Regions from separate parts of the Ovis aries genome. Here region 1 is linked to region 2. Evidence: chromatin contacts called from public Hi-C data. All regions are on one chromosome and are shown on one strand. Each heading gives the region's core, a stretch centred on a gene start, on an enhancer-like site or on the middle of the called end of the contact. The rest is flanking DNA. Distances are from core to core; before and after follow the strand shown. Region 1 has its middle 4.1 kb from the start of PPID. Region 2 overlaps RAPGEF2 (Rap guanine nucleotide exchange factor 2).

The links. Hi-C and Micro-C count contacts between places; a contact is called where the count stands out from the background.
Region 1: a contact with region 2 is called in a Hi-C map of liver, with 4 times the contacts expected there. The contact joins two enhancer-like sites. A contact is called at or near these places in 4 of 16 Hi-C or Micro-C datasets (hypothalamus, liver and tail adipose tissue).

Annotation. Positions count from the first base shown.
Region 1 is chr17:40,506,469-40,510,099 of ARS-UI_Ramb_v3.0, reverse strand. No RefSeq gene overlaps it. Among named protein-coding and RNA genes, the nearest start is that of PPID, 4.1 kb to the left of the region's middle. Within about 2 kb of position 1,944, at least 2 of the 54 cell types and tissues checked have an H3K27ac peak or open chromatin away from gene starts, as enhancers often do. A contact at or near this core is called in liver, where this site is marked.
Region 2 is chr17:40,027,081-40,030,854 of ARS-UI_Ramb_v3.0, reverse strand. It overlaps RAPGEF2 (Rap guanine nucleotide exchange factor 2), which reads left to right. Exons shown (of 30, transcript XM_060400663.1): 4 at 2,152-2,235. Among named protein-coding and RNA genes, the nearest start is that of RAPGEF2, 100 kb to the left of the region's middle. Within about 2 kb of position 1,629, at least 12 of the 54 cell types and tissues checked have an H3K27ac peak or open chromatin away from gene starts, as enhancers often do. A contact at or near this core is called in liver, where this site is marked.

The DNA.
Region 1 (3,631 bases), core at 695-3,194, 480 kb before region 2:
TTCTTTGCGACCCCGTGGACTGTAGCCCACCAGACTCCTCTGTCCATGGGATTCTCTAGGCAAGAATACTGGAGTGGGTTGCCATTTCCTTCTCCAGGGGAACTTCCCAACCCAGGGATCGAACCTGGGTCTCCCGTATTGCGGACAGACGCTTTAACCTCAGAACTACCAGGGAAGTCCTGGTATATATTATATATGATATATATTATATATTATAATATATAATTTAATATATTAATATAATATAATATATTTTAATAATATATTATCATTGTAGTAATATTAATATATATTTTATAATTTTCTTGTATAATATATAATATAATTATATTGATTGATTATTAATAATATATTAATATAATATATTGTATATAATTTTTATAACTTTCTTTTTATATTGGAGTATAGCCTATTAGCAATGTTGTGATAGTTTCAGGTGGACAGCCAAAGGACTCAGTTGACTATGCACTATTTCTTAAGGCTAAGGACACAGTTTCATTCGGAGAGAGGGAGGGATATTATTCCTAAGAGCCCTATTACTGTTTCTGTCTGTTCCTAGTGTGGTAGGATAATATTAACAGATTGCCTCCCCTAACCAGTATTATCTTCTTTCAGTGTTTTTGTGCATGACTCCACCCCAAACAAGCAGCTAGGCATCCTGTGCTTATTTATCGCTTTAAGGGAAAGATGCAGAGAAAGAAAAGAAAACAGAGGAAGGAATAAAAGGAGTCCGTCCTGGCTTTCATACTGCAAAAAGCTTGGCTTACAGGAACTAAAAAAAAACTGGCGGAGCAAGAGATGTGGATAAAACATGTTCTGTACAAGCTTGGCTTTCCACTCACAGAAAAAACTGAAACAAACAAACTCCCCTCTTGTGCTGGACAAAAGAGGAGGTTGTGGATGGTAGAAAGTGGGGAGAAAGAGGAAAGGTAGAAATGGACCGGTAGAAATGGTCCTTAACTTGGAGAGTGAGCAAAACAACATCTCTGTATTTGTCAGTGTGCCCTGGAAGTTGCTGTTGTTCAGTCTCCCCGTCCTGTCCAGCTCTTCACGACCCCATGGACTGCAGCACGCCTGGCCTCCCTGTCCCTCACCATCTCCCGGAGTTTGCCCATGTTGATGTCCATTCCATCGATTATGCCATCCAGCCATCTCATCCTCTGATGCCCTTTTCTCCTCCTGGAAGAGGAGGCACCTTCTTTCTTAGATGGGAGCTTGCAGAAAGGAACTCTGAGCCCAGGAGAGGTTGGGAGAGCCAATGACTGGGTTAGGATGCTGAGTTTCTCACTGTATGCCCATGTAGACAGATGGCACTGGGAACCAGAGGTCCCAACCGAAACACTTGCCGCCACACTAGACATTCTCAAATTTAGATCCAACCCTGGTGGTGGGGGAAGGTGGGATACCAGAAATTGGCAAAGATGATGGTATCACCAACCCTTTGGAATAGACAATTCAAAATTGAACTTAAAGGTGAGTTACCAAAAAATAAATTTGTGTTTATACGTTTGCGTGGTTATAGGCTGTGACAAGGACACAGACAACTTCGGAGTAACACCCAAGCACATTGTCAAAGACAGGAAATCAGGAAGGACACCAGGGTTTGGGGAGAAAGCTTCAGGATCTTAGATGTTTAAAGTCAGGCTCTGACAGCAAAATCGGAACTGGTCAACATGTAACTCTTTAAGGAGACAGCACAATTCTGCTCCTAGAGGGGAGGGCTGGTGTTAATAAGGTGGTAATGTGTGGGAGAGAGTACTGAGTTAGGGCCCCTGCTCTGAACCACATAGAGAAATGGCTGATTCCAATACAAGAACAATCAAGAACGGAAAAGCAATATACAGGCTCTGCCTACTATATGTATGACTCTATAAGAATAACTTGGTTTTCTGACCTGGAACATGGAACCAATGGAAGACAGCAGAGGCCACCAGGGGACAGCAGAGTCTACCAGGAGCAGAAATCATCCCACAGACAGAAATGGTGCCTGGGACTCCAGGCCTAAGGACTCCCAGTGTGACATTCTTCTTCTAGGTGCTGGAGGTGACACGACAAAAACAGTATTGATGATCAGTTGACAATAACACCAAGTAAGAGGGCTATGTCTGTTCCTTTTCTGAGGAGAAATAAGATTAACTATTTTCAGTTGCAAAATGTGTAGTTCTCTGATAGACCAGAACCAGTGATAGATACACTGACGTGAACCCAAAAAACCATTGTTAAAATCCAGTTTACATTTATCTAAAAGGACTTCCTCGACATGGATTTTACAATTATCACAAAAATAATAACCAGCACCTACTGCTCACTGCCATGTGGCAGGCTCTGTGCTAAGTGCTTTACATAACAATGTTATTCAGTCTTCAACTTAACTGTGTCATAGGGGATATTAACATCCTATTATCAGACAAATAAGTGCCAATGAGGTCACAAAAGTTGCCCAGTGTGACTCCAAAGCCAATTCAGAATGTATCGGGTTGGTCAAAAAGTTCCTTTGGTTTTTTAAGTAAAAATAAAAGACACATTTTTCATTTTCACCAAGAACTTTATTGAACAATATATTCACTGTTTGGTCCCACTACCTTTTGTCACTTTTCACTCAACTTCATAATTCCATTTTCCCCAAACTTTCTCTCTTATTGGGCAAAGAACTATTAATAGCAAGCCAGGGCTCTGTGGCTTAAACAGTAAAGAATCTGTCTGCAATGTGAGAGACCCACATTCAATCCCTGGGTTAGGAAGATCCCTGGAGAAAGGAATGGCAACCCACTCCACTATTGCTGCTGAGAAAATCCCATGGACAGAAGAGCCTGGCTGGCTATGGTCCACGAGATCACATAGAATCAGACACAACTGAGTGACTATTAATACCAGGTGCCTTTTACAGTATTCCAGGGAATTGAAGTTTTTTCCGTTAAGAGAATTTTGTAAAAACCAAAATAAATGGAAATTTAAAGGCTCATTGAATACAGGGGATGAATTCATAGCCAAGCTGTAACAGTTTTTGCCTGGTCATCAAAGAAATACGTGGCCTTGAATTATCCTGATAGAAGATTATGTGTTTTCTGTTGACTACTTCTGGACACTTTTCATGAAGTGCCTTCAGTTGGTCTGAGGGTAGTACTTGTTGGAATTAATCCTTTGGTCTTCCAGAAGGAGTTCATAATAGACGACTCCCTTTCAATCCCACCATATACACAATATCACCTTCTTTAGATGAATACTGGCCTTTGGTGTGGTTGGTGGTGTTTCATTTTGCTTAACTCACAATCTCTTCTGTTCCACATTATTTTAAAAATGTATTTTATTAGTTCTGGCTGTGCTGGGTCTTTGTTGCTGCACAAAAACTTTCTCTAGTTGTGGCAAGTGGTAGAAACTCTTCGCTGTGGTGTGTGAGCTTCTCATCACGGTGGATGGTTTCTCTTGTTGCAGAGTACAGGTTCTAGGTGCGAAGGCTTCAGTGACTGCAGTGCATGGGCTCAGTAGTTGGATCACTGGACCACCAGGAAATCCATATTCCACATTGCCAAGGTAAAAAATAGTCAAGACCTAAATGTTGTGAGTTATGTTTTATTTGGTGGCAATTTTAGGACTTTAACCCCAACAGACAGCATTTCAAGTGACCCTGAGC
Region 2 (3,774 bases), core at 380-2,879:
ATGTCACAGCTCATGTCTTCAAAATGATAGTTTTAATAAAGTGCTTCCAGATAAGAAAAAGTCCCACGGCTTGTAGAGCATTGGCTAAAAGTTATGATTTCACAGAAAAAGGAATGGGTAGGGCTTGTGAACATAAGAAGAAAGGTGCTTTTACAATAATAAGAGGAAAAGTAAAAGTGAACTGAGATACAGTTTTTGTCGAGCAGATTGGCAAAACCTCCAAAGTGTGATAAACAACCAGGTTCAGGGATGGAATGCCCTCACCCCTTGCCTCTCTGCACCCCGTCCGCCCTGCCCAGCTGCCCAGCCCGAGGCCTCTACACAGCCTCCATGCCCTTGGCTGAGAAGCCTCACCATCTGGGAGCCACTGGCCCCTCATCCCCTTTGCTCAGATGTTCTGTTTTCAATGAGACCATTGTGCTCTGCTCAGTGAGCATTTAAAGTTATCACAACCCACTCCCATTTTCCTTGCCCTACACACTAGCTTATTCCCCAGATAATGGATTTATAATTTACTAATTTATTATATTTATTGTTTATTTCTTTTATTTATTTTTTAGCTTTCTGGCCATGCCACATGGTATGTGGGTTCTTATTAATAGTTCCCTGACCAGGGATCAAATCCATGCCCCCTGCCTTGGAAGCGCGGACTCTTAAGCACTGAATAGCCAGGGAAGTTAAGTGTGTTTATTTTAGTGTGTATTGTCCAACCAGAATATAAGCCCTAGGAGGACGGGGTCTTTGTTGCTGTTGTTTCCTGAAGTCCCCTCGGCACCTAGAACAGCCCTCATTGAAAATTTGTTAAATATTCATTACATAAATAGACTCCACTAGCACGGCCTTGGGGAGGTGGTAGGCTCCTGAGTTACTCAGTGCTGCTGCTGCTGCTAAGTCGCTTCAGTCGTGTCCGACTCTCCGTGACCCCATAGACAGCAGCCAACCAGGCTCCCCCGTCCCTGGGATTCTCCAGGCAAGAACACTGGAGTGGGTTGCCATTTCCTTCTCCAGTGCGTGAAACTAAAAAGTGAAAGTGAAGTTGCTCAGTTATGTCCGATTCTTCACGACCCCATGGACTGCAGCCTACCAGGCTCCTCCGTCCATGGGATTTTCCAGGCAAGAGTACTGGAGTGGGGTGCCATTGCCTTCTCTGGAGTTACTCAATAACCACCCAATATTTATCAAAGTTATACTGTCTGTGCCCTTTGACTCAGCAGCTACACATCTAGTTACTAATCACAGTTACTCCTGTAGGTGCAAGATCACTTATTACAGTTTTCCTTTTATTTTTCAATGATTGCCTACATTAAAAACCACTGAAATGATGGGCAGTAGGGGCTTGTGTGGCTCCCCAGTGGCTCATAAGTAAGGAATCCCCCTGCAATGCAGGAGATGCAGGAGATGTGGGTTTGATCCCTGGGTCAGGAAGATCCCCTGGAGGAGGGTATGGGCAACCAACTCCAGTATTCTTGCCTGGAGAATCTCATGGACAGAGGAGCCTGGTGGGCTACAGTCCACGAGTGAGTCCACAGAGTGAGACGTGAATGAAGCAGCTTAGCACACAAGCACACACGCAGGGACTTGCTTAAGTCAGATAAGCCACGTCTAATAAGAGAGCTGTCTTCTGATAAAAGACTTCTGCGTCAGCACATAGGAAGGAACGCTGTAGCATATGCCCTCTTTTCTGTCTAAAGAAGGAAAGAGGGCGGAGGGAATGAGTGTTTGTCCATCCTTGTGTGGATGAGGAAGTTCTAAATGATGCCCGCAACTGTGGTAGAGAAATGTGGGGGCTTGGTAGACAGGGGAGATGGGTGGGAAAACAGTTCTACTCTTTACCTCTTTGTAAGTTTCTTTTTATGAAACAAAATAAAATATTTTCAGCTCAAAAATTTAAACTAAAAAATAAAACATGGAATGAAAATGGCACATGCTGTAGCTTTAAATATACTGATAGATATCGTTAGGTTATTTGGCTGTGAAAAATCATTTTTAAAAGTTATTCCAGTGGTTGAAGAATGGTATTTTAGGTACATGGTTTATCATACTTCATTGTTCTTCAGGATTCTGAGGTTAACATGGGTACGATGTGCTTTGTGTGTTTTTATTTCTATTTGTTGGAGATAATCATCTGATGTTATTGTCTTTTCTTTTCAGTCCTGATGACATTGGGACCTGCTGGTACATCCTTCTCTCCGGTTCCGTGTTCATCAAGGAATCCATGTTTCTTCCACGAAGCAGGTATTGTATAGATGTTCTGGAGTAGGTGATCCATAGAGCTTGAAATCCTTTTGCAGAATGAGTATTTTTGCAGAATTCCTCTCTGCTTTAATTTCCTATTCTACTGACACAAAGTAGGGCAGTAGCTTGGGGTGTTGGTATATAAATCTTAAGAAAGGACTCTTCCTGTGTTGTGCACACTCTGTAACGAAGGGCAAGGGTGAAGAACACATCTGTGATATGCTCCGTGAACCTGCCAGGCTAGTTGAGGTCATGTTTTTTCAGAGGGACTAAAGACTGCCTCTGTAACAGGGAGTCTCCTGCACCTCTAACGAGGGGCCGAGGGGGTTCACATGGGCCCATGTGGGGCGAGAAACCCAGCTGGCCAGGGCTGCCCTCACGCCCGTGTGGACTCATCTCTGGGACCCTTCCCCACACCCAGGCTCTCGCTGTGACTTTGGCTCCCAGGTGCTGACTGTTGACTTATGACCTGTGTCGCTGACATCCGTACCATTTGATGGCCTTGTCTGTGTCTTTTCTTCTGATGTTCAGGCCACAATCTGAGGGGTGGGCTGGGGACAGCTGTTACCTGGTTCCAATCAGCTGTGGCCAGAGAGGGTCAGGGCTCCCCAGTCACAAATGAAACTGCTTGTGGGTGGGTTCCTGAGGCCTCCTGGGACCACTGAGTTTCAGGAGTTATTTTTCCCCCCCCGATTGTATACTTTTTACAATTAAATATTTTAATTTTGTCTAAAGATTTTAAAGTCTTAACTAAGTATCTTTATTTAAAATGACTAAACACATACTTTATCTAAATTTATTAAAGGGTAGCAATGGGTGCCTCTCCAAGCTCCACCTTCTATAACCTAACTCTCTTATAAACATATTATGATATATTCTTGATGCATCATTCTGAATGGATGGGGGCATGTGAAGGATGTATTTTCCACATTTTTCTAAGAAAGAGTGTGCAGGATAGGGAGATGAAGTTTTTATCGGCCGGGGGAGGCACAGAGGTGTGGGGATGTGCCGGGATGCCAGAAAGGAGGGCCAGAGGCACCACCTCCAATGGCAGCGTCCCCCAGCCTCCTGGCGGCCGGCATTTCTCTCCTGAGAGAATGGCCCACGAGGGAAGGAAGTCCCGTTGCCTGTTTGTTTGTGGTTCTTACGGTGTAACTGATCCTAGCAGTGGGACGTTGAGGGTGCTGATGGGGCCTTGATCATAACAGAAGTCATAGTTGTCGTGGTATTGCAGTGATGAGAGAACAAGGCTTTGTCAGTAGTGCTTTTTTTTTGCCAGGCATCATTTGGAAAGCTTTATATATAAATCATTTTAACTTCAAAACTGTCCCTTGAGGTAGGTATGGTTGTTACCTGTGTTTCATAACTGATTTAAATGGTAGTGCAGGCTGGTGGGTGGTCATCCATCCTGGAATTCTGCCTGGGAGGCCTGGTGTGACCCTGTGAGAGAGCCCTGTCATCCCTGGGATTCTGTTTCCCAAAGAGATAGAGAATTGACTAGAATACTCTTCTCTTTCCTTCAAACATATGACCTACTAT